Regions from separate parts of the Mus musculus genome. Here region 1 is linked to region 2. The links are chromatin contacts, called in public promoter capture Hi-C maps. All regions are on one chromosome and are shown on one strand. Each heading gives the region's core, a stretch centred on a gene start, on an enhancer-like site or on the middle of the called end of the contact. The rest is flanking DNA. Distances are from core to core; before and after follow the strand shown.

Region 1 (7,350 bases), core at 1,454-3,953, 210 kb after region 2:
GGTACATCATCTTCAACCTCAGCACTTGGGATGCACAGGCAGGAGGATGTCTGTAAGTCCAGGGCCAGCCTGCTCTACATACGCAGCTCCACAGTTAGACCTTTGTCTCAAAACATACATCCAAACGGCAGCATATTTCTTACCTTCCCCTCTTCCGTTTTCTAACATTATTATTATTTATTTTCAGTGTGGGCTATGTCTCACGTGTGGAAGCCAGAGGACAACTCTGTGAGGTTGGTTTTCTCCTTCTGCCTGTATGGACTTCCTGTAGATCACATTCAGGTTCTCCAGCGTGCACCGCAAGTGCTTTTACTCTGGAACCATCTTACTGGCCCCTTTAAATCTCCTGATCTTCTAAGATGGGCTGGGATGTCATAAGACCTAGACATTTTACATTTTCAGTCATATTTCCCGAGTACATTCTTTTTCTTGGCATAGGGAGAAACCTAGGGCCCCACCCCTGAGCTACATCCCTAGCCCTAGACAGTGAAGTGGATGCTGAAGTTGGAATAGGGAACAGGAGAGGCAGGGCCCACGGACACTCACCAGGAAGGACAACACAGGAGCTAATCCCTCTGGGGAAAGCACAAGGCAAACTTCATGGAGGGGATCTAAGTATTCTAGGACATAACAGCATGGTGGTGAGAGGCAAAAAGGAATTCAGGGGAAGGAGCCACTACAGCTGATACCTGATTAGACAGGGTTGGGGAAATGGCTCTGCTGGTAGAACGTTTGCCTAGACTCACAAGGCCCTGGCTCAGTTCTTGAACCCCTTAAAAACTAGGTTTGGTGGCCTGTGCCTTAAATTCCAGTCCTTGAAATGTGGGAGCAAGGAGATCAGGGATTCAAGGTAACCCCCAGCTGCACAGCTTCGCCGAGAATGTAAAAACAGAGGGTCCCCTTGGGGCTGGAAAGAGAGCTCAGCAGTTACAGATGTTCTTCTGAGGATCCAGGTTCAATTCCCATCACCCATATGGCAGTTTACAACTCTCTGAAATCCCAGAGCCAGACCACCCAATGCCCTTTCCTGTCCTCCCTGAGTACCAGGCATAGATGTGGCACAGGGACATACAACCAAACACCCACAAACTTTTTTTTTTTTTTTTTTTTTTTTTTTGGTTTTTCAAGACAGGGCTTCTCTGTGTAGCCCTGGCTGTCCTGGAACTCACTTTGTAGACCAGGCTGGCCTCGAACTCAGAAATCCGTCTGCCTCTGCCTCCCAAGTGCTGGGATTAAAGGCGTGTGCCACCACGCCCAGCTTTTTTTTTTTTTTTTTTTTTTTTTAAAGAGAGCAAGAAAAAGAAGATCCTCTCAGACACAGCTGTTGTGAGTGGTACGGTGCTGAGCAGAGGTCAAGCACCCACTCACTGCTGCTGACTCGTTTTATTTCATTTATTTTTTTGGGGGGGAGGGCAGTTTACACAGGATCTCATGTAGCCCAGGCTAGCCTTGGCGCCATCTATCCAAAGCTGGACTTGAATTTCTGATCCTTCTGTTCCTGTCTTCCAGTGTTCTGACTCCCTCCTGGAGCCTCCTGGGGATCAAATATGCAGCCTCTGGCCTCACTCATACCAAGCAAATGCTCTACTGACTGAGGGGTAGCCCAGTATTTTGTTATTTTTATTTATTTATTTATTATGTGGGTACGATTAGTCATAAATGCCAGAGGAGACACATCTTAGGATCACTTTCTTAAGATACGTCTTCCTTTGTATAAATAAATCCTCAGCCAAGAAACTTTGCCCAAATGGACATTCTATCCGAGGAAGCAGCCTCACCTGTACACACTGGGCATCCACCCACATTCCAGATCTTGAGGTCCCCACTGCCTGGCAGACAGGCTCTACCTCCTGGATACGCGATCCCTTTCCCGAATTTCTCCTTCAATCATTAGGCTATCAGTATGTATACGGTCTCCTAGGGCAGTACCAGCTACACAGGGGCTACAGTACGAAATAAGCATGTAGTGTCATGTTATAAAATTCGGAATTTAACCCGGTGTGATGGCGCATGGGGGAGGCGCCAAGAAGAAATGCGAACTTTAGATCATCCTGGGGCTACTTAGGGAGACGATGCTAAGGTAGGGTGGGGAGGACACGGGCAGAAAAAACGAAAAAGAAAGAAAACAGGGTTCAGTGGCAGAACGTAGAACTTGCCTCTCAAGCCCAGGGCCTCCTCAGACACACGCACTTACTTACAAACTTCAGGAATGTGACAGCAGAGCTTCGAACCAAGCCCTACGAGACCCTGAGTGCAACTGCATCGATGGCTCACCCTTGCTAAGCTCGAGGCCACCTGTCAAAGGCCATAAATCGTGCGGACCCCGGGTGGGTGGGGGGAGATGGTGGAAATGGGCGGCACCTGGGGCGGCAGCTCCCAGCCTTCTAGAACCTGCGATTCCAGAACACACCCTGCGCTAACCTCAGTGGGGCCCCCGAGAGGAAAATGCCCGCCCTCACCTCCTTCCAGACTGCTGGGTGGTCCGGGAGCCAGCCACTCGACCCGGGGCTCCGCCTTCAGGGTGTGTGGGCCTCCGCACGCGTGCCGCGCATCGCCCGGGCAACCGACGCTGTGCGCGGTGCATTGTGGTCTGCAACAAAACGCGGGGGAAAGATCCTGAGGGAACCATTGAATCCGCTAGCCAATCGGGAGAGGCTGGCGGTAGCGGATGGCCAATAGCGACGCGGGCCGGGGGCGGGGCCGCGGGCGCAGGGCGGGGCCTAGGGATTAGGCGGCGGCGGCTGGCGTGGGGCAGCTTAGATGCGCCACGGCTTCGGTAGCGACCGGCTGTCTTCTGCTGCTTGAGCGGCGCCCGCACCTTCCCTAGGAGCTCGCAGCAGCCGGCTGGCCTCTGCTCCACGGTGAGACCGGGCTCGGGTCCTCCCCGTCCCCCCTACCTCGGGCCTGCGGTGCGGACCTCGGGAGCTGCCCCTCGGAAGCGGGTGGGGGCGTCGTCCTCAAGGGGGGCGCCGGTCGGGAGGGCAGCGAGCGCGGCCCGCACCCGACCCCTCTCCCTCTTCCCTGCGCTTCGTCACCACACAGGTAACCATGTGCGACCGGAAGGCGGTGATCAAAAATGCAGACATGTCGGAAGAGATGCAACAGGACTCGGTGGAGTGCGCTACCCAGGCGTTGGAGAAGTACAACATCGAGAAGGATATTGCGGCCCATATCAAGAAGGTGAGGACCCGGCGCCGCGTAGTTCCTACTCCCCGATTCTGCGTCCTCTGGGCGCCTGGCAGTTTCCCTGTAGCACTCAGGGCGGCTCGGGATGGATAGTTCTAGAAAGGACGCAAGGGTTTCGCGTTCCTCTGGGGAAGACCAGACCCTCAACGCCAGAAGTTTTTTTTTTTTTTTTAAACCCCCAGCTCCTTGGGGGAAAGCGCCACCTAGCAACGGTTTCCAAGATCAGGGAGTTGCGAGCAGTTCCCCCTGCTGTAGAATTCCTGCGCCGAGGATCCATCTGGGTGTTCCGGGAGGGGGGGGGGTTGCGCCTGCCTGCGTGGGTGTTTCCAGCCGGGCTAGGAGGAGATCTTGCCAGCCTTCTAGTCGGGAGTTAGTCGACAGTTCAGGGAAAGTGGGTGGCAGTGGTGGTTTGGGGGGCTTGGGTGGAGGCTTGGTAAATGGCAGTTTTGTAGAAAGCTGGCGCAAGACTGCCAACTTCTCAAGCTATGTTTGCTGGAAGGAAACTGGAAGCCGAAGCCGTGGGAGGGTTCCAGTGGAGAACGGGAGGATGAAAGACTCACATGGAACAAAAATGAATACTTTTTTTTTTTTTTTGGTTTCTCTGTGTAGCCCTGGCTGTCCTGGAACTCACTTTGTAGACCAGGCTGGCCTCGAACTCAGAAATCCGCCTGCCTCTGCCTCCCAAGTGCTGGGACTAAAGGCGTGCGAGACCACGCCCGGCTTGAATATCTTTTTTTGACAAATGCAGCAGTATGTGCGTCTGGATTGTAAGAGAGACATTCTGCTTAATAAATGAGGTTTTCATACCGATTGCCCGATAAGATAGTAGGAGCCCTAAAGAATTTTACATCATCTCTGGCCCTGGTTCTATCCAACTAGTGAAGAAATGAACACATTGCTAGTTTTAATGTCCATGGGATGGGAGAATCAGGTAGCAGATGCTCTCTAACTTGCTAATTTTTAAGACTGGGTAGATGTGGAGGAGAGCGATTTTAAAAGATAAAGTCCTGGCATTTAACTGTCAGGTTCTGTTGCATTTTTCAGCCTGGCTTGATTTATGTGGTAATTGAGACTTTGTCCTTTGGTCTTTGGGGGGGGGGGTGGTGGTTGTCTTCCTGATTTGGGGTGCATGGCAAATACAGTGGTGGAGCCTGATGAACTGCAAATGCTGATGTCATCTACCTCCATCGAATTGCTGGAGTCAGAGGTGAGGTGCAGATGATGGGTCTTTTAACCCCCCAGCACTAGGAAGGCAGAGGCAGGCAGATCTCTTTGATTTTTGAGACCAAACCAGTTCTAGTGCGGTCAGGACTACAGAGAGACCCTGTCTTTAGAAAACAAAACAAAACAAAAAAATCAAAGTAGTCCAGAAGTGCCCTCATTGAAACAGAACTGTCCTTGAAAATGACCTTCTACCTTTGATCTTCTTAGCTCCCATTCTCAGTTTACCTCAGACTGCAAGCACGTTGCATTAGGTAGATGATTTAAAGCCAGGGAACATTCTCTTAAGAATTTGCTGGGGCTGTGGTGAGCGCTTGCCTGCATGCCCATGCCCTGGATTCAGTCCCAGTGTGGAGACAATTACAGATGCCAGGATTGCCCTTTCTGGTCCTACAGGCTCTGGAAAGTGAATCCTCCAGGTGTACCACTAAATTTCTGTTTCTTCTTCCTAGGAGTTTGACAAGAAGTACAACCCTACCTGGCACTGCATTGTGGGCCGAAACTTCGGTAGTTATGTGACACATGAAACCAAACACTTCATCTACTTCTACCTGGGTCAGGTGGCCATTCTTCTGTTCAAATCTGGTTAAAAGCATGGACTGTGCCAAACACCCAGTGATCCATCCAAAAACAAGGACTGCATCCAAATTCCAAATACCAGAGACTGAATCTTCAGCCTTGCTAAGGGAACACCTCGTTTGAATCTGTTGTGTTGTGTACAGGGCTTCATTCTCTGTACAAGTCTGTGGTTATAAAATTAGTAAAACAGCTTACATTTGTATTTATTTTCTAGTCCATACTTCTGTACCCCCATTTTTTTCTCCCTTAGGTCATTCCTTTAAAAATAAATCTGTTGGAGATGTATGTCTCTGCTAGTTTGTTCAAGATAGGGTTGATGAGGCTTAGCAGTTGGTAAGTGACTTGGTCTGTTGTCTGAGGTGTTCCTGTTCTGTAGGATTAGTTTAGTTCTCTTGATGGAATGTCTGGCAGGCCACACCTGTCTTTCCAGATGATTTGGATTATTAGCCACAGGTCTGAGGCCCTGTTCCTGTCAGCCTAGCACTTGGGAAGCTAAGGAAGGAGTAGAGCAGGTTCTAGGCGGCCCTGGATTAGCGGACCGACCACAAGAGTTCATTTGCTAGGCTGCTGCTTTCACTGGCTGTGCTCAGAAATCATCAGTACATGTGAGTCACAGCTTCACTTGGGGACCTAATGAAAGCTATGGGCCCGGAGTCACCAAGTTGCCCCGTTGTCAGTTGGAGCTACTGTAACCCAAGGAGAGGCCTGCATAGGAGACTCCTGCAGGTAGAGGCCCAGGCAGCCAGCCCACACTTCACTATGCTTCTTACGGAGAGCCTCAGGACAGCTTTGTAAGCTGAACTTGGTCAGACATTGTGTTCTGTCAGGACCAGGAGTGTGAGACTTTGCTGTTGGTGTGTGCGCAGTCAGTGATTCTCTACTGTGTAGATTCTAAGACTCAGCAGCAAGTCTATTCCATAAGCCATCTTGCAAGCCTGTTTCTTTGTGAAAGTGTCTTAGGAAATCCAGTCCTGGCCTCAAACTATGTCATGGTTAGGGATAACCTTAGTGTTCCTTTTTGTTTTTGTTTTGAGGCAGGGTTTCTCTGTGTAGCCCTGGCTGTCCTGGAACTCACTCTGTAGACCAGGCTAGCCTCGAACTCAGAAATCCACCTGCCTCTGCCTCCCGAGTGCTGGGATTAAAGGTATGCGCCACCACTGCCTGGCAACCTTAAATGTTCCTTTGTCCCTGCCAAGTACTGGGATTGCAGATGGGCACCCCTCCTGATTGTTTTACCGTTTTGTGACAGTAGACATGCCTCTCCTACTATCTGCAGAAACAATGGGGTACTTGGAGTCATGTGACCACAGATAGGGCAGTTAAGTTTGTCTATTTTGAACAGGTAAAACTGTTTGCATGAATGGAGTCCCTCTTCCTCCTTGTGACCTGACTAGTTTTGGCCATCAGACTGTAATTGCTAAGTCTCCAGTAGCAGTCCCCAGTGCCACGCGAGACCGCGTGGCTGGACACTGAGAGTCTAACTTGATCAGGCTTTGTTTGCTGTCAGGAGCTGGTGACTTGTATTTTCGGGTTCAGATGTGAGAACATGTTGCTATAGAAATAAAATTGGTTTGATGGTGTATGGAGTTTCTCCCAATGCTGGCTCAAAAACAAAATACAACACTGTCTAAGGTTTAGCATTTTCTCATGCTCTTTACTGCTGTTCTGAGGTGAGGGCTTGTGAGATCTATAAATGACCCCTAGTGTGTTGGGCCAAAAAGTGACATCTGAGGACCTTTCAGATAACCCTACTTTATTATATATTTTTTTAAACAAATGTTTGTATAAAGCCTAGTGTCAGGTTCAAGATACACAGAAAATCCCTTAACATCACAATGGAGGGCAATGAGATCAGGCTCTGGCTGGTCTTGGAACTGGAGGAACTGGGCTATATGCATAGTCTTATTTTTTTTTTCTTTTAAGCTTCTCTAGAGAAGTATGAGCTCAACATGCAGTCCCGCCTGGCCTGGAACTCGCTCTGCGGGCTTGGCTCAGCAGTGGCAGTGCTGAGATGGCACTTTTGTGATTCTTATTTAACTTTTTATGTATGTCAACGCGTGTGTTTGTGTGTGTGTGTTTGTGTGGGGGCATTGGGTTCCCTAGTAAGAGTTACAGAGAGTTGTAAGACACCGTGTAAGTGCCAGGAGCCGAGGGTGGCGTATATCTGTGTCACCTCTTCCAGGAAAGAGTAACAACCACACCCAAATTGTAAACTTCACTGCTTCACAGGTTCCTACTTCTGTTTGCTTCTGCGGAGCACCAAACCCAGGGCCTCCACGGGCCAGGCATGTGCTCCACTGAGCTGTACCCCTAGCCCCAGATCTCAGAGGTGCTCACCGCTGGGTGCCCACATTGTCAGCGTTC
Region 2 (6,719 bases), core at 1,393-3,892:
AATGAGCTATAAATTTGTAACTTATTAAACAGCACATGGTGACTCTCACTGGCCACTGTGAGGAGGGGAAGAGTCCTCCAATTAATCTTTTTAAATTGATTTATTATTTTTACTCTCAAGCCCTCCCCCAAAAAACCCCACCGTTATCATGGAGGCTAGGTATGCACCCCACGCATGGCCTTGCCACAAGGAGATCACCTTAAACGACTGCCCCATGTTAAGTGACGGGGAGGTGCACGCTGCTGAGATCTCTCTTGGGACACAAATAAAAACAAGAGGGCTGGCCCGTCATAAGCCATCCTAACTTAGGAAAACAGCTGACGGGCAGTGTGCTGAGCAGCCATGCAGACAGCTGACCGCCTGGGCTGAGAAGCAAATTCCTCTCCAGTCCTGCACATCCATCCTTACCCCCACCCCGCCCTGGGCTCTGGTCAGCCAGGCGGAACGGCCCCCTGAGAGCCCAGACTAAGGAGGCAGTGTAGCTCGGATGGAGCAACTGGAGAGTCTAGAGAAGGCAGCAGAAGTCACAGGTGGCAGCCACCACCCCTTGCCACCCCTCCTGCCAGCACCAGCTCACCCCCTTCCCCGGAAGGAATGTATACAGGAGCTGCCCAGGGACCAGCTTCTAGGCACAGACTTCATTCGTTTCTGGGCTGTGCAACCTTGGGTCAGAGACTCAGCCTCTCTTGGTCTCTTGTTAAATAGAGGTAGTGTTGGTGGCCATGGCCTCAGGGTGATCTTACAGAAAGGACAGGACAAATCCAGGCATGGGTAAGAACTCCACAGACAGCCCATTTCAATCCCTACGGTCCCCGTCTGCCAGAAAGCACTCTTTCCTTTCAAAGACAACTCAGTGTGCTGGCCCTAAATGGAAGACAGTCAGAAGCCGGGAATTCCGAGCTCTGCGGACACTACAAAGACTTCCTCAGTCCTTCAAACAGCACGGGGACTGTCCAGAAGCAACAGGGCCCTCAACCAGCCTGTGAGGTGCTGTGACTAGATTCCCCTCGTCCCCACCGGGGGAACCCCTTACACATTCAGATACCTACTCAAAAGCTCATCACCCCGGCCTCCTTTCGAAAGCTCAGGTATTTTTATGTGGAAGAATAAAAATTAAAAATACCTGCCTGGAAGCTACGCCAACCTTGAGTGCATCGGGAACGGACGTGCCAAGCCTGACCCAAAAGCATAGCTATGCCTGGCAGACAGCCCACTCCGTGAACCAAGCAGGACCCAACACCATCCCAGCCTCCAGGATGTTACACCAGCTCCCTGATCCCACAAGGAAACTGTAGCCAGTTTTAAAAATGACCAGTCTTAACTTGGTACCCTGTGTTGCCTGAGAGGTCCCTCAGTCTTATCTAGTGAATCTGCTCCTCAGAGCCAGGGACACGGATGGCACCAGCGGTCATACAAGCCACCCACAGTCCAGAGAGTGAAGACAAGGCTCCTACAGAGAAGGGACTTTATCCCACACACACCTCCTCAGCTGAGGGGCCCTCCGGGGAGGGGAAGACAGGGGCTCCTTCACGCTGGGATTCACTGGGCATTCCTAGAAGCCTTGAATCAACCCCCTTGGGTTTAAAATCCACTTCCAGGAGAGTCTTTCCTTTCCTCTGTCCTAACAGCAGACCAAGTGTGGGCTGAAAAGAATGGCCTCTGGGCTCCAATAACACGAGGACAGTTAAAACTCTGTTCTGGGTGTCCTGTCCTCTTTACCTGTGGGGTTTCCAGCAGCTCTGATGCTGGGGGTGGGGGACCTTGCCAGCCAGGACACGTTCAGAGATGGCCGTAGCCTGCGGCCCATTCCCCTTCTCATTCCTCTGGCATGTCACCAGGGTCTGGGAACGGTGGGTGAGAGGCGGGAGTCATAAGCCACCACCCCCCCAAACTTGCCTTTCTAAGTTTAAACTTGATCTTGTAATACAGGGTGACCAGACTTGAAACGGTGTGTGGTGGGGGTTGGGGGGGGGTGTATATGCAGTACCCCCGGGGACACTTGTCATTAGAATGGGGGTGTGGTCCTCACAAGCTTTTCTGTGGGCTGTGATAGGAAATGGGTGGGCTCTCTCGAAAGGGGCTATATCCCTGAAACGGGGTGGGGGGTCTGGGGGCAGTGTGCAAAGTGGAAGGTGGCCTGGAGGGAACAGAGGGGGGTCATAGAAGAAACAGCCTCTGAGACCGAGTCCCATAGGCAGACGCTCTGAGGTGGGGGTGGGGAAGCCAAGTGAGGGTCTCCTGCAAGCCAAGGAGGTCTGCCCCGGGAGCGGGGCGCCTCTCCCAGAGGTGGGTCCCTGAACACCCAGTACGGGATCGAGGTCCTCAGGCGCCGCAGCGAAGAGCGGCCAGCACAGCCCCGGGCCGTAGGCACCGCAGCCCAGCCGGGCGCTAGGGTGGGATCGGCGGCCGCCGGGCCCCGGCCGCTCCGCCCTCCGTCTCCCGCACTCACCGAGGTCGTCCATGGCTGGTCCTCAGACGCCAGTCCCCGGCTCGATGTCGCCCTCGCTGCCCGTCTCCGGGCTGCTCCTCGCCGCCCCGCAACTTTTCCGCGTCCAGCCTCGGCCCGGAACGGAACCCGCTGCCGCGCTGCCTCCTCCTCCACCACCGCCGCCGCCGCCGGCGCGCGCGCCCGCGACAGGATAGCCCCGCCCCCGCGTGCACGCTGGCCACGCCCCGCCTCCGACCCCCCACCCCCCCAGCACGCCCAATCCCGCAGGGGGCGAAAGCTGGGCGTGGTCGTGGCGCCCCCTGGCGGCTGGACAGGCTGGTGGCGTCTATAGGCCATGAACCTCTGCGTTCAGTCTGACCCGACCTTCTGGCAGACTAGTCACTCAAGAGAGTCGGTGGCAGATTTGTCACTCAAGAGAGTCGGATTTGTCCACCTGTCCCTGTAGGTCACCTCCCAGGAGGATTAAATCGGCTTGCCTGGAGCCTTTGGACTGATGGCAGTGCTAGTCATCCCAGAATAATATCCCAGATGTAGTTTTTGTGAAACAGGGTCTCTCTCTCTCTCTCTGTCTCTCTGTCTCTCTCTCTCAGGGTCTCTCTCTCTCTGTCTCTCTCTCTCTCTCTGTCTCTCTCTTTGGTTTTTCTTTTTTTTTTTTTTTAAAGTATTCATTTGAATTAATGTTGAAACAATTCATGGTTTTTTTTTTTAAAGATTTATTTATTTATTACATGTAAGTACACTGTAGCTGTCTTCAGAAGAGGGCGTCATATCTCGTTACAGATGGTTGCGAGCCACCATGTGGTTACTGGGATTTGAACTCTGGACCTTCGGAAGAGCAGTCGGGTGCTCTTACCCACTGAGCCATCTCACCAGCCCTCTCTTTGGTTTTTCGAGACAGGGTTTCTCTGTGTAGCCCTGGCTGTCCTGGAATTCACTCTATAGACCAGGCTGGCCTCAGAAATCCGCCTGCCTCTGCCTCCTGAGTGCTGGGATTAAAGGCATGCACCACCACTGCCCGGAGAAACAGGGTCTCTTTGTACCTCCAGCCAGGCTGGAACCTGAGACCTTTGTCCTGACTGGTAACATCAGCAGTGGCTGCGACCAACTCTGGCCCCAGATCCAGTACTTTAGAGCTTATGAAACCTTTCATTTTACCCCTTTCCCTGCTTCCCCCTTCCTAGAGACTGCCAAAATTCTGCACAAGGTAGATTTACCCCACATTACAGCAAAGCAAAAACTACCAAAACTTCATTCCCGGATCCTGGCAGATTTGCCCAGGGGACTCAGAAACTGGATGATAAAAGCCTGGTGTAGTAGCTCAGGACTATAATCTCAGCTAGTTGGGAGATGCAGGCAGGTCTTCAAATTCAAGATTACACTGGACTAGAGAAAGAGTAAGGACTAAACTGGGCAATTTATAGGAAGACCTGTCTCAAATTTTAAATTTTTTGAAAACTTTTAAAAATAAATACACACACACACACACACACAAACTGAGTGTGGTGGCACAAGACTATAATCCCAGAATTTAGTAGGCAGAGGCAAGTTTATCAGGAGTTCAAAGTTGTCCTTAACACCACACAGTCAGTTCAGTTCAAAGCCAGCCAGGGCTACATAAGACCCTGTCTCAAAACATACATACATACATACATACATACTTCAAGACCAGCCCAACAAGTAACATAGGACTTAAATCCCCACCCTTAGGAAGTGGAAGCAGGAGAATAAGAAATTCAAGGCCATCCTTAGCTAAATATTGATTATGAAACTACCCTGGGCTATATAAGACTCTATCTAAAATCATTGACAAATAAAAATGTAAACTGTTGGCCAGGCATGGTGGCACATACATTTAATTCTAGCACCCAGGAGGTAGAAGCAGGTAGATCTCTGTGAGTTCCAGGACAACCAGAATTACGTAATAGAAAAACCCGTCTCAAAAAACAACACAACAGCCGGGCAGTGGTAGTGCATCCCTTTAATCCCAGCATTTGGGAGGCAGAGGGAGGTGGATTTCTGAGTTCAAGGCCAGCCTGGTCTACAGAGTGAGTTCCCAGACAGGCAGGGCTATACAGAAAAACCCTGTCTTGAAAACCAAAAGAAGAAAAAAAAATGTTTTTTGTCTCAGTGACAAAGCACCTGCTTAAAGTGCCTGAAGCCCTGGATTTAGTCTGCAGTACTCCCATCCCTAATAGTAGAAAGTGTACACTGTGGTGGTTTGAATGAGATTGGCCCCACAGGCTCATATATTTGAACACTCGGTTCCCCAGCCTGTGGATCTGTTTGGGAAGGACTGGGAGGTGTGGTCTTTGCTGGAGGAGGTGTGTCACTAGGAAGCAAGCTTTGAAGTTTCAAAAGCGCCACTCCATTCCCACTCTCTGTCTGCTTCCTTTTCATAGATCAAGACCTAAACTTTTAGTTTACGGCTCCCGCGCCAGGCCCGACTGCCTGCTGCCTGACTCCCCCCACTTGGTGATCATGGGCATTGCCCTTGGGAACAGCAAGCTTCCAATGAACTGCTCTATTAACACAGCCTGGCTTGTGGTGTTTTGTCACAGCAATTGAAAAGGTAACTAAGACAAGTGATTTGTAAAATAAAAATAAAGAAGAGAGGCTGGAGAGATGGCTCAGCAGTTAAGAGCACTGACTGCTCTTCTGAAGGTCCTGAGTTCAAATCCCAGCAACCACGTGGTGGCTCATAACCATCTGTAATGAGATCTGATGCTCTCTTGTGGTGCCTCTGAAGACAGCTACAGTGTTCTTATGTATAATAAATCTTTACAAAAAAATACAGATAAACTAAGAGACAAAATTAAAACTATTTGAAGTCCAATAATGTGACTAATAGGCGTTTGTGATATTGTTATTGTTTCGCTTTGTTTTGGGTCTCATGTATCCCAGGACAGCCTTAAAACAAAGGCCAAAGATGGCCTTGGACTTTCTGATCCTCTTGCAAGAGTGCTAGGATCTCAGGTGTGGCCCACCATGTCTGGTTCTGTCAGTACTGAGGACAGAACCCAGTTTCATAAATGCTGGGCAAACACTAAACTGACTAAGCTACCCCCCCAGCTCCCCAGTCCCCCAGCCCCCCAGCCCCGCTATCTCCAGTTTCTAGATCCACAGTGCTCAACCTGTGGATCTTGATCCCTTTGGGGCATCAAAGGACTCTTTCACACGGGTCTCCTAAGACCATTGGAAAAAGAGTTATTTATCTTACAATTCATAACAGTAGCAAAATTACAGTTATAGAGTAGCATCGAAAATGATTGTATGGCGGGGGACGGGGGTCACCACAGCATGAGGAACTGTGTTAGAGGCAGCTTCTTCAGGAAGGTTGAGGACCCCTGCTGTGGCTCGTCTTACCCGCATTTACTTAACCCATAACAGTGCTGAGTGATGCACCCCAGCCAGCATTTACTTAACCAACGCCTTAGTGAAATGGAATTCTCTCCACGCTGTCCCCGTAATTAACGTAATTAACTAACGATGCTGAGGAGACCTCCCCTGTAGCTAAACCTTGGCGCACATCCTTCCTGAGGGTCATTGATTTCTGCAAGCGGAAGTGCTGCGTCAGAAGTTAAACATACGGGGCTTGGGAGTGGCTCGATGGTATACCTATGCTTGCAGTCACATGCCCAAGATCATAAATTCAATGCCCCAGCCAGATCCTTAAAGAGATGATGTGGCCCTAGGAGGAAAGATGAGTCACCTCCAACACTCCATCCTCAGCCATATCAGAGCGGGGGGACATGTGTTTGCCAGGCACACTACAGTCCCTAAACCCTCTTCCTCCTCCCCTCCTGTCAGGTCAATGTAGCCTCTATCGCTCCGCCATTTCGACCTCTACTTTTTTTCCTGTTTTTTCTCTCTAACTATTCTACCATCCTCCTGCCCAGACAAGTAATTCATTAACCTCCAAATTAAACTGGATGCTTCCAGCCAGAAGCCAGCGCCATAGCTCTTATTTGTTTATTTATTTTTGTTTTGTTTTGTTTGGGCTTGTTTGTTTCTTTGAGACAGGGTTTCTCTGTGAAACCCTGGCTGTCCTGGAACTCACTCTGTGGACCAGGCTGATTTCGAATTCACAGAGATCTATCTGCCTCTGTCTCTCAAGTGCTGGGATTAAAGATGTGCACTCCCACTGCCTAAGATTTTTTTTTTTTAAATCAAGTCTCACTATGTGTCCCTGGCTGGCCTGAAGTCCCTGTGTAGACTGAGGGGGGCTGGCCTTGAACTCACAAGAGAGCTGCCTGTTTCTCCCTCCCATATG

The links. Capture Hi-C pulls out chosen DNA fragments and counts their contacts.
Region 1: a contact with region 2 is called in a promoter capture Hi-C map of liver. The contact joins the promoter of Dynll1 here to the promoter of Pxn in region 2. A contact is called at or near these places in 7 of 39 promoter capture datasets (the 3T3-L1 cell line, 3T3-L1-derived adipocytes, cranial neural crest and 3 more), 1 of 484 Hi-C or Micro-C datasets (B cells), 11 of 115 datasets of contacts at active chromatin or transcription factors (effector CD8 T cells, embryonic forebrain, embryonic midbrain and 6 more) and 3 of 9 other capture datasets (adipose tissue, liver and pancreatic islet).

Annotation. Positions count from the first base shown.
Region 1 is chr5:115,296,343-115,303,692 of GRCm38.p6, reverse strand. It overlaps Dynll1 (dynein light chain LC8-type 1), which reads left to right and starts at 2,703. Exons shown (of 3, transcript NM_019682.4): 1 at 2,703-2,861; 2 at 3,043-3,180; 3 at 4,860-6,583. The coding sequence starts at 3,049. The coding sequence ends at 4,997. Gm13830 (predicted gene 13830) reads right to left here and starts at 2,573. Exons shown (of 2, transcript NR_131932.1): 1 at 2,460-2,573. It overlaps Coq5 (coenzyme Q5 methyltransferase), which reads right to left. Exons shown (of 7, transcript NM_026504.2): 7 at 6,721-7,350.
Region 2 is chr5:115,502,599-115,509,317 of GRCm38.p6, reverse strand. It overlaps Pxn (paxillin), which reads right to left and starts at 2,642. Exons shown (of 12, transcript NM_133915.3): 1 at 2,450-2,642. The coding sequence starts at 2,462.